Linked DNA regions of Mus musculus: region 1 is linked to region 2. A link is a contact called in public Hi-C data. All regions are on one chromosome and are shown on one strand. Each heading gives the region's core, a stretch centred on a gene start, on an enhancer-like site or on the middle of the called end of the contact. The rest is flanking DNA. Distances are from core to core; before and after follow the strand shown.

Region 1 (3,732 bases), core at 896-3,395, 540 kb before region 2:
TAAATTTACATGCTCACAGGATCACTTTTACAGCTAGCATCTATTACTTTCTCAGGAAGGCACCTATCATAGTGTGCATAAGTTTAAAATATGCTTTAGAATAAAGAATTTGGAAAAGATAAGTATGTCAGCGTCACAGCAGAGAATGTAGGGTTACAAATTTCCCAGTGGAGGGCACTGGCCACCTCCTCCCTGTTCTGTGTCTTTAAAGTTGGAGCAATGCATTGCTTTCTTTATCTAGTGGGAATATGCAGGAGATGGGAGCCGACACATGGTAAGGTCCTAGGAAATGGAAAATAAAGGAAAGCTGCTTCTTCTTCTTTAAGGACCATCTTACATCACAGTCATCACCATTGCCGTAAAGGGTCCGAGAGGCAGACACTTGACCTCCCAAGAGCTTACTTCTGAAGTCTGTTAACTAGTCATATTAACTAGTTAGCAGTCATGTTAACTAGCCTGCCACAAGCCCTCCTAGCTGCTGATGGAGCTGCATCAAAAAACCATCACAAATAGAAGACATCACGAGTTGAACATGCGTAGCTAACATACTGAATGAACATCCTAGCTGAGCCACTGAGTGTTCTGAACAGTCTCAGAGGTTTACTCATGCGATGGAGCCTGGCAGCTATGCCCAGAAAGTAAAGAAATACAGGATTGTGCACCGTTAGCTCCAGAAAAAGTCAGCATCAATAGCTGAAGTATAACTTATTGCTTTTGCACTAGGATAAAGCTGAAAATCACTAAATCAGGGACCACCTCGATATGAATTCTTAAGACGATGGCTGGTATAAAGCTATTATAAAATCTGAGTTGTTATTATTGCTACCATCAAAAAAAAAATTCCCATCCCCCCTCAGGCCACTAGAACCAGAATCCCCAGGGATGGCAAGGAAAGGTCCTTAGTTCCCCATTCTCTGGAGAGCTGACACACTCTGAGTGTGACCTCCAGAATCCAGCCCAGGTGGCACATTCTCTGACTCTGCCCTCTAAGAAGGGCCTCTCCCTTATTCATCCACCTCATGGCTTCCCTGGTTTGTCCAAGGTTTCCTGTGTCCTTTGAGCTTCCCGACTGGTCTCCACTGCTCTCTCGGCCTGACTTCCTCTCCAGAATAGTTACCGTCTAGACATGATCATTTTTTCCTCAAAAGTCACCCTTGGACATATCTCACTGGAGAAATACAACATTTCCTTTTGTAACTGGCTGTTCTAGCCCATGAGTCATTGTGGCGAGGACACAGGTTGGAACCCGGAGTTGGGGTACAGAAGCCAGGGGAAACCCCAACTGCATCACCAATATTGGAGAAAAGGATACGAAATCTTCTCAAACAACTCATCAGCCCAGGGAGCGCAGTTTTACTAAAATATTTAAAGTGGGGTTTCTCAGCATATGAGTCACGACCCTTTTGGGGGTCAAACAACCCTTTTACAGGGAGGCATGTAACAGATGTCTTGCATATCAGATATTTGCACTATAATTATGAAGTAGCAACAAAACAACTTTATGGTTGGGGGCCAGCACGATATGAGGAACTGTATTAAAGGGTCGCAGCGTTAGGAAGGTTGAGAGCCACTGATTTAAAGCCTTATGAGGGAGGGCATGAGAACTGGGAATCACAGCCTGTGTGCTGTGTGGTGTTTTCTGACTGATAAAAGAATTTCTGCTTTCGGTCCAGCAGAGAGAAAGCCAGCCTCAGCAAGTTTTCAGAGTGGGAGCAATTTGGAAGTGGTTTGGAAGAGTTCAATTCCCTGCCTAAAGGTCTAAACAAGCTGAAACTGGAGCTTTTTATACAAATGGTTAGAAACGAAAGCAAAAAAAAATTTCATCAAGCAAAGGTATGTGTGCAATACATTGGCCCCTTGGTGTCATTTGAAGTAAATTAATGTGGAGGACCAAAGAAATGGAGTCGGCAGGATGCAACGCTCCAGGGACCTGCCTGCGATTTCGTTCCTATTGTAGCAAAACCGGTGCTCCCAGCGAGGCTTCAGGGAAAACTACAACGTGCTTAAGTAAGATTAATCAGTAAAGCAAGCGTCCACCTAATGAGTCATCTTTGACATCACAAAGCCAGGAAAATATAAGGCTGCAGCCTGGCGGCTGTGTACTCCCAGAAGCCACAAAACCGGAGCCGCCCACATGCGTGGGTGGGTGTGGTCCCTGAGCACACTTGTCTCAGCGAAGACGAGACAGAAAATGACAGCCTCCTGGGTGCTCTTCACTGCAGCGGGAAGAGTAGGGGTGGATACTAAAGCAAGCCTCGGGGGGAGGGGGTCCATGTCTCCTCAGCAGCCCTCCTGGATTTCAAGAAGCTCTGAGGGACTGTGTTTCTATGAGCAAGTGCAGAGTCTAAATAATGGTGTTACACACATGTAATCTCTGCACTCACGAGACTGAGACAGGAAGACTACAAACTTGACATAGTTTTGGAAATACACAGAAGACTCCCAGTCTAAGAAAGAAAGAAAGAAAGAAAGAAAGAAAGAAAGAAAGAAAGAAAGAAAGGAAGGAAGGAAGGAAGGAAGGAAGGAAGGAAGGAAGGAAGGAAGGAAGGAAGGAAAAGAAAGAAAGAAAGAAAGAAAGAAAGAAAGAAAGAAAGAAAGAAAGAAAGAGGAAGGAAGGAAGGTAGGTAGGAAAGGAAGGAAGGAAAGGAAGGAAGGAAAGGAAGGAAGGAAGGAAGGAAGGGAAGGAAGGAAGGAAGAAAGAAAGAGAAAGAAAGAAAGAAAGAAAGAAAGAAAGAAAGAAAGAAAGAAGGAAAGAAAGAAAGAAAGAGAAAAGAAAGAAGAAACAGAAGGGAGGGAGGGAAGGAGGGAGGGACGGAGGGACGGAGGGAGGGAGGAAGGAAATCTCTAACTCTAGGAACCCCAGGAGTCCAGAGCAAGTGAGATCACAGCTTTCTGAACTACATATCCCCAGTCACTTCTCAGTTTTGAAAGTTCTTTAAGCACTGGGCATGCTGCAATCAATGTTCTCTCTGTTGGCACAGTAAACAGTATAGCCCCAAGAGCCCTAACCAGTCCTCCAGGGTTAGCGGTCAGGCTCCCAGGTCCCTTTCACAGATCCTATTGCTATAGACCTGACCCCTAACCCACTATGCCCCTGTCCATGGTCCAACTGGCAGCCCAGCTTCCTCCACACGACCCAAGAGCAGCATCCAGTGTGTTGGTATGTGGTCCCCTGGTTTACCCTGACAGTCCTTGACAAGAATGCCCCATTGTGCTTGCTTTCTCAGGTCACTGTGCACAGGAGGGGCTTCTGGAACTCTTCCTCAGTGTACAAAGAGCAGGGGGGTTGGCAATGTGGCCATGTATTAGTCAGGATTCTCTAGAGTCACAGAACTTATGCAATGTCTCTATCTATTAAGGGAATTTATTGTAATGACTTACAGTCTGCAGTTCAACTAACCCAACAATGGGCAGGTGTAAATGGGAAGTCTAAGAATCTGGTAGTTGCTCTGTTTCACGAGGCTAGGTGTTTCAGCTGGTCTTCTGTATAAGCTGGAATCCTGAAGAAGCAGGTTCCAACAGATGTGCTGGCCAGTAAGTGCAAGCAGGTGAAGAGCGGTGAGTCTTCCTTCTTCCATTGTCCTTGTGTAGGCTTCCAGCAGAACGTCTGGCCCAGAATAAAGGTGTGTGCCACCACACCTGGATTTGGAACTTGCTTAGTCCTAGGCTGGCCTTGAACTCAGAAATCTCCTTGCCTCAATCTCCTGGGATTAAAGGCGTGTACCACCTTGC
Region 2 (3,990 bases), core at 876-3,375:
ACATGAAGCCTGCTCACATGCTCCTAGGCCAATGCTTAGCAACCAGCTCCCTCAAAAGAGCAGAACCTGAGGCTGGAGAAATGGTACCGTGGTTAAGAGCACTGCAAAGGTCATGGGTTCAGTTCCCAGCATCCACAGGACAACTCACAACCACTTATAACTCCAGTTATATGGGATCCGATGCCTTCTTTGGCCCTCTTGGCCCTCTTGGGCAGACATGAGCAGGCAAGCATACAAATCAAATCAATACAATTTTAAAGGGAAAAACAAAACAGAAAAAAGGAACAAACACGCAGACCTTAACCTGTGCAGAGCCCCTACCAGTGCTGGTATTTGGATCATGAATGTCCCACAAAGGTCTGCGTGTCACAAGCTTGGTTCTGTAGCTGGGCACTATTGGGAGGTGGTAGACACTTAACTAGTAGGGCCCAGTGATGGGCATTTAGATCACTGGAGACATGCCCTTACTGGGGACTGTGGGACTCTGATCTGCTCCTCTTTCTCTGCTTTGCTTCTCAGCAATGCAGAGGTGACTGGTTTTGTTCCACCATGTGCACCCATCCCTCCTGCATGCTGTGCTGCTATAGGTCCAAAGGCCAGCTCGTCACAGGTGGGACGATCCAAACATAAACCTTTCCTCTTTCTGAGTTGATTATCTCGGGTGTCTGTACAGCTGCAGAACAGAAGTATCTCATGGCCTCAGTCTTCCCACCACAGAAAATTGCCAGCTACTGACAGGATGCCACTGATCCCAGAGCTGTGTTGAGAAGAGACGCACAGCAGCATGCCATTGGAGAACGTGGCCTTCCGCATACCCACTTTATGTGCATGAACTTGAAAGCATACACAGTTTGAAAAATGCAGTAAAATAGAAGGAAATGGACTTTATGGTTTTATTACCCATCATTTTTAAATAGCACAAACATTGGTTGGTGTTTGGGGGTAGTTTCTAACATTTGTTTATTTTATTATGTGAACACAGGTCACACTACGCTTGTGAACTTAGAGGACAACCTGCAGGAGCCCGTTCTCTCCTGTCACCGGGAGATGCCTGGGGATTGAACTTGGGTCATCAGGCTCGTCAGCCACTACCTTTACCCACTGAGCCCAGTTCATATAATGTAATTTTTAATCATAGCTATGTATAAACGAGCACACAAAATTCCTAAAAGTTTTACAAGTATGTTTCTGTGTTCTAATAAAAGCCAGTTCAACACATGGCACTTACCTTTATTATGCTAAAAGAACAAGAGAGAGGGGAAGGAGAGACAGAGAGAGAGAGAGAGAGAGAGAGAGAGAGAGAGAGAGAGAGAGCTCCAGCAAAGAACATATTTAACTCCAAATAAAATGTTTTATGTGACCCTCTGATCTATTTACTATAATAAAATTCTGAAGTTAGGTAATTTTCTTAAGAGAATAATTTCAAGGCTGGGTAATGGTGCAGATGATAGAGTACTTTCCTAAGATGAGGTCCTGAGTTCAAATCCCAGTGCTACAAAACAGATAAATACTACCCATGTGGTTGAACTGACAGAAATACTAATTTAGAGGTGTACATTGTAGCACATCTTAAAATTCCATTACTCAGGAGGCTGAGGCCAGAAGAGGCTGAGTTTGAGGCCCAGCCTGGGCTACACAGCAAACCCCTAGGGTACTTGGAATGTGGGACAGTCATTTCTCCAAGCTTTAATCCAGCATGTCACTCCATGCATGCATTTTTCTCTTTGCCTCTCAGTAAAGATCTTGTGTTTTCCCTGTGCTGTTTTTAAGTGTACTGTTTACTAATGTATAACTCTGGTTGCCATGGTGACTAGAATGTCCTTTCCCCTGATATTTCCAAACTGGCTGCTGCTGTTCTACACAAACACTACTGTGTTTAAACATATACGCACCATAGGTTGGAGTCTTGTGGAAAGAGCTCCTTTGCCGGTGAAGTTACAGAACAAATGGCTCAGGGGATCCGACTCCTCTGCCTCACCCAACGCTGCCTGCTTAGGCCGCTAGGATCTGGAACACAGTTTCCTCATCTGATAAATAGATGACGGTGACAGATGCACCTTACCAGGGGCTTGGGGTTTGAATGGAATCATGCCAATGAAGCACTTAGCAGAGGCTTGGCAGACAGGATGCACTCTGCTTGTGCAAGAGTTACTACGGAGTTACTATAGAGCCTTTTAACCTTGCTGTGGGCATGATTCACACTGGTGGATGGTAATATTTTTAATACATTTGTACTCCTTTATAGTCTCTCTCCTTCTTTTTCATCTTCTGTTGAATAGAATTGAGTTGGCCAGCATTTTAAGTGTTGAATGATAACCATCTTGCTGGTCTGCTTGGCCTTCTCACGCTGACACTCACTTTAATTGTTATTTTTATTAATCAACACACCTTGGGGGGTCTCCATCCCACTAACCTTAAAAGTTATGTTTTCTTTTGACAAGGTTTTGCTGTATAACCCAGCTGGCCTGGAACTCACAATCCTCCTGCCTCAGCCTCCTGAGTGCTGAGATGAAAGAAACCACCACGCACACAGGTCCATCCCGCCACCACCCACTATGTGCACGTTCATCCCGCCACGATGCACATAGGTCCATCCCACCACGCTCACAAGTCCATCCCACCACCACCCACACAGGTCCATCCTGCCTCCATTTGGTTCTTGACTGTTTTAATTCCAAGTGTTCAGTCATTGCAGCATTGTGAATACGCAGAGCTAGGCAGGATTCTAAGAAGAGATGGTCCCTCCTCTCTGCTGCTTCCTCCAGTCTCTGCTGACCCTGCTTTCACCTCACAAGACATTGCCCGAAATGCTCATTCTCACGACCTCACTGTTCTTCCTCATCCCAGTCTTGTCCTGTCTGCCTTTCCTCACCTCTTCAGATATGGAAGTTATTTTTCCATTATTTCTCATGTCCCCTCCACCATCATGGGAAGACATGCGTGGTATGTGTGTGTACATGTGTGTGTCTCTCGAGTGTGCACCGTGTATGTGTCAAGTGTGTGTGTGTGGTGTATGTGCATGTGAGTGTTATATGTGCATAATTTGTGTGTGTGTAGTGTGCATGTATGTTCATGTGTGTGTGTGTGTGTGTGCGTGCGTGCGTGTGTGTGTGTGTGTGTGAGAGAGAGAGAGAGAGAGAGAGAGAGTGTGTGTGTCACTGTGTATGTGTGCTTCCATGTCCTCTGCTCCTCGCCCTGCTCTCTTGACCACTAGATGCAGGGAGTGAGTGAGGTTTGAGAAATTTCTGCCTGTCCCTTGGAGGCCTTTGGAGGACAGAAGCTCTGAGTGTTCTGTGCCAGCCTGGAGTGACAAGCAGAGAAAATGGCAGGGCTGGCATGCACAAAGGAAAGATCCCGGTGACCTTAGAGGACCTTCAACACCATTCCACTCTCCATTTCTAGTACTTTTTCCTTGACAAGGGAAGGGCAATGCTGAGATTGAGCCCAGCCCCTCTGGCATCCTAAGCAAGTCCTCTGTCACTGAGCTATGTCCTTGATGTGGGTATTCTTGAAGTAGGTATTGCTGTGCATCTCAGGACGACCTTGACCTAGGTAACCAGGCAGCTTCAGATTTGCTCTCATCCTGCTTTTGCCCCCCACCCTCTGAGAGTGATGAAATTATACCAGTTGCTGTCTTCTTTAAGCTGTTCCTGGATGTGTTTGTTACAAGGCAACTGCTCATTTTTGACCTGTGTACATGTGCTGCAAGCCAACCCAGATGAAAACAGCCAGAACTTTCTTTCTTTTCTTTCTCATGTCCTTACAGAGCCCAACTTGTGACCCTGGATGTGTGCTGGAGGTTAGGGGAGCTGGCACAACTGTGGTGGGTGCCGTGGGGACCTGGGCTCCTGCTCATTTGGTCTGTTCACAAAGTCTCTAGTCTTACAGGGGCCTGGGTCCGGGTGTTCCATCTCCATCTTCCAAATTTATGACTTAGCAGAGCTGTGGGAAACAATTTCAACATCAAAGTCAGAAGTGAATGGGAGTTAG

The links. Hi-C and Micro-C count contacts between places; a contact is called where the count stands out from the background.
Region 1: a contact with region 2 is called in a Hi-C map of the N1E-115 cell line, with 7 times the contacts expected there. The contact joins two enhancer-like sites. A contact is called at or near these places in 1 of 15 datasets of contacts at CTCF or cohesin (embryonic stem cells), 11 of 484 Hi-C or Micro-C datasets (B cells, the Ba/F3 cell line, the N1E-115 cell line and 5 more) and 1 of 115 datasets of contacts at active chromatin or transcription factors (embryonic stem cells).

What each region holds. Positions count from the first base shown.
Region 1 is chr14:32,491,129-32,494,860 of GRCm38.p6, reverse strand. No RefSeq gene overlaps it. Among named protein-coding and RNA genes, the nearest start is that of Ercc6, 21 kb to the left of the region's middle. Within about 2 kb of position 2,145, at least 40 of the 459 cell types and tissues checked have an H3K27ac peak or open chromatin away from gene starts, as enhancers often do. A contact at or near this core is called in the N1E-115 cell line, where this site is marked.
Region 2 is chr14:31,948,671-31,952,660 of GRCm38.p6, reverse strand. No RefSeq gene overlaps it. Among named protein-coding and RNA genes, the nearest start is that of Gm41125, 7.1 kb to the right of the region's middle. Within about 2 kb of position 2,125, at least 4 of the 459 cell types and tissues checked have an H3K27ac peak or open chromatin away from gene starts, as enhancers often do. A contact at or near this core is called in the N1E-115 cell line, where this site is marked.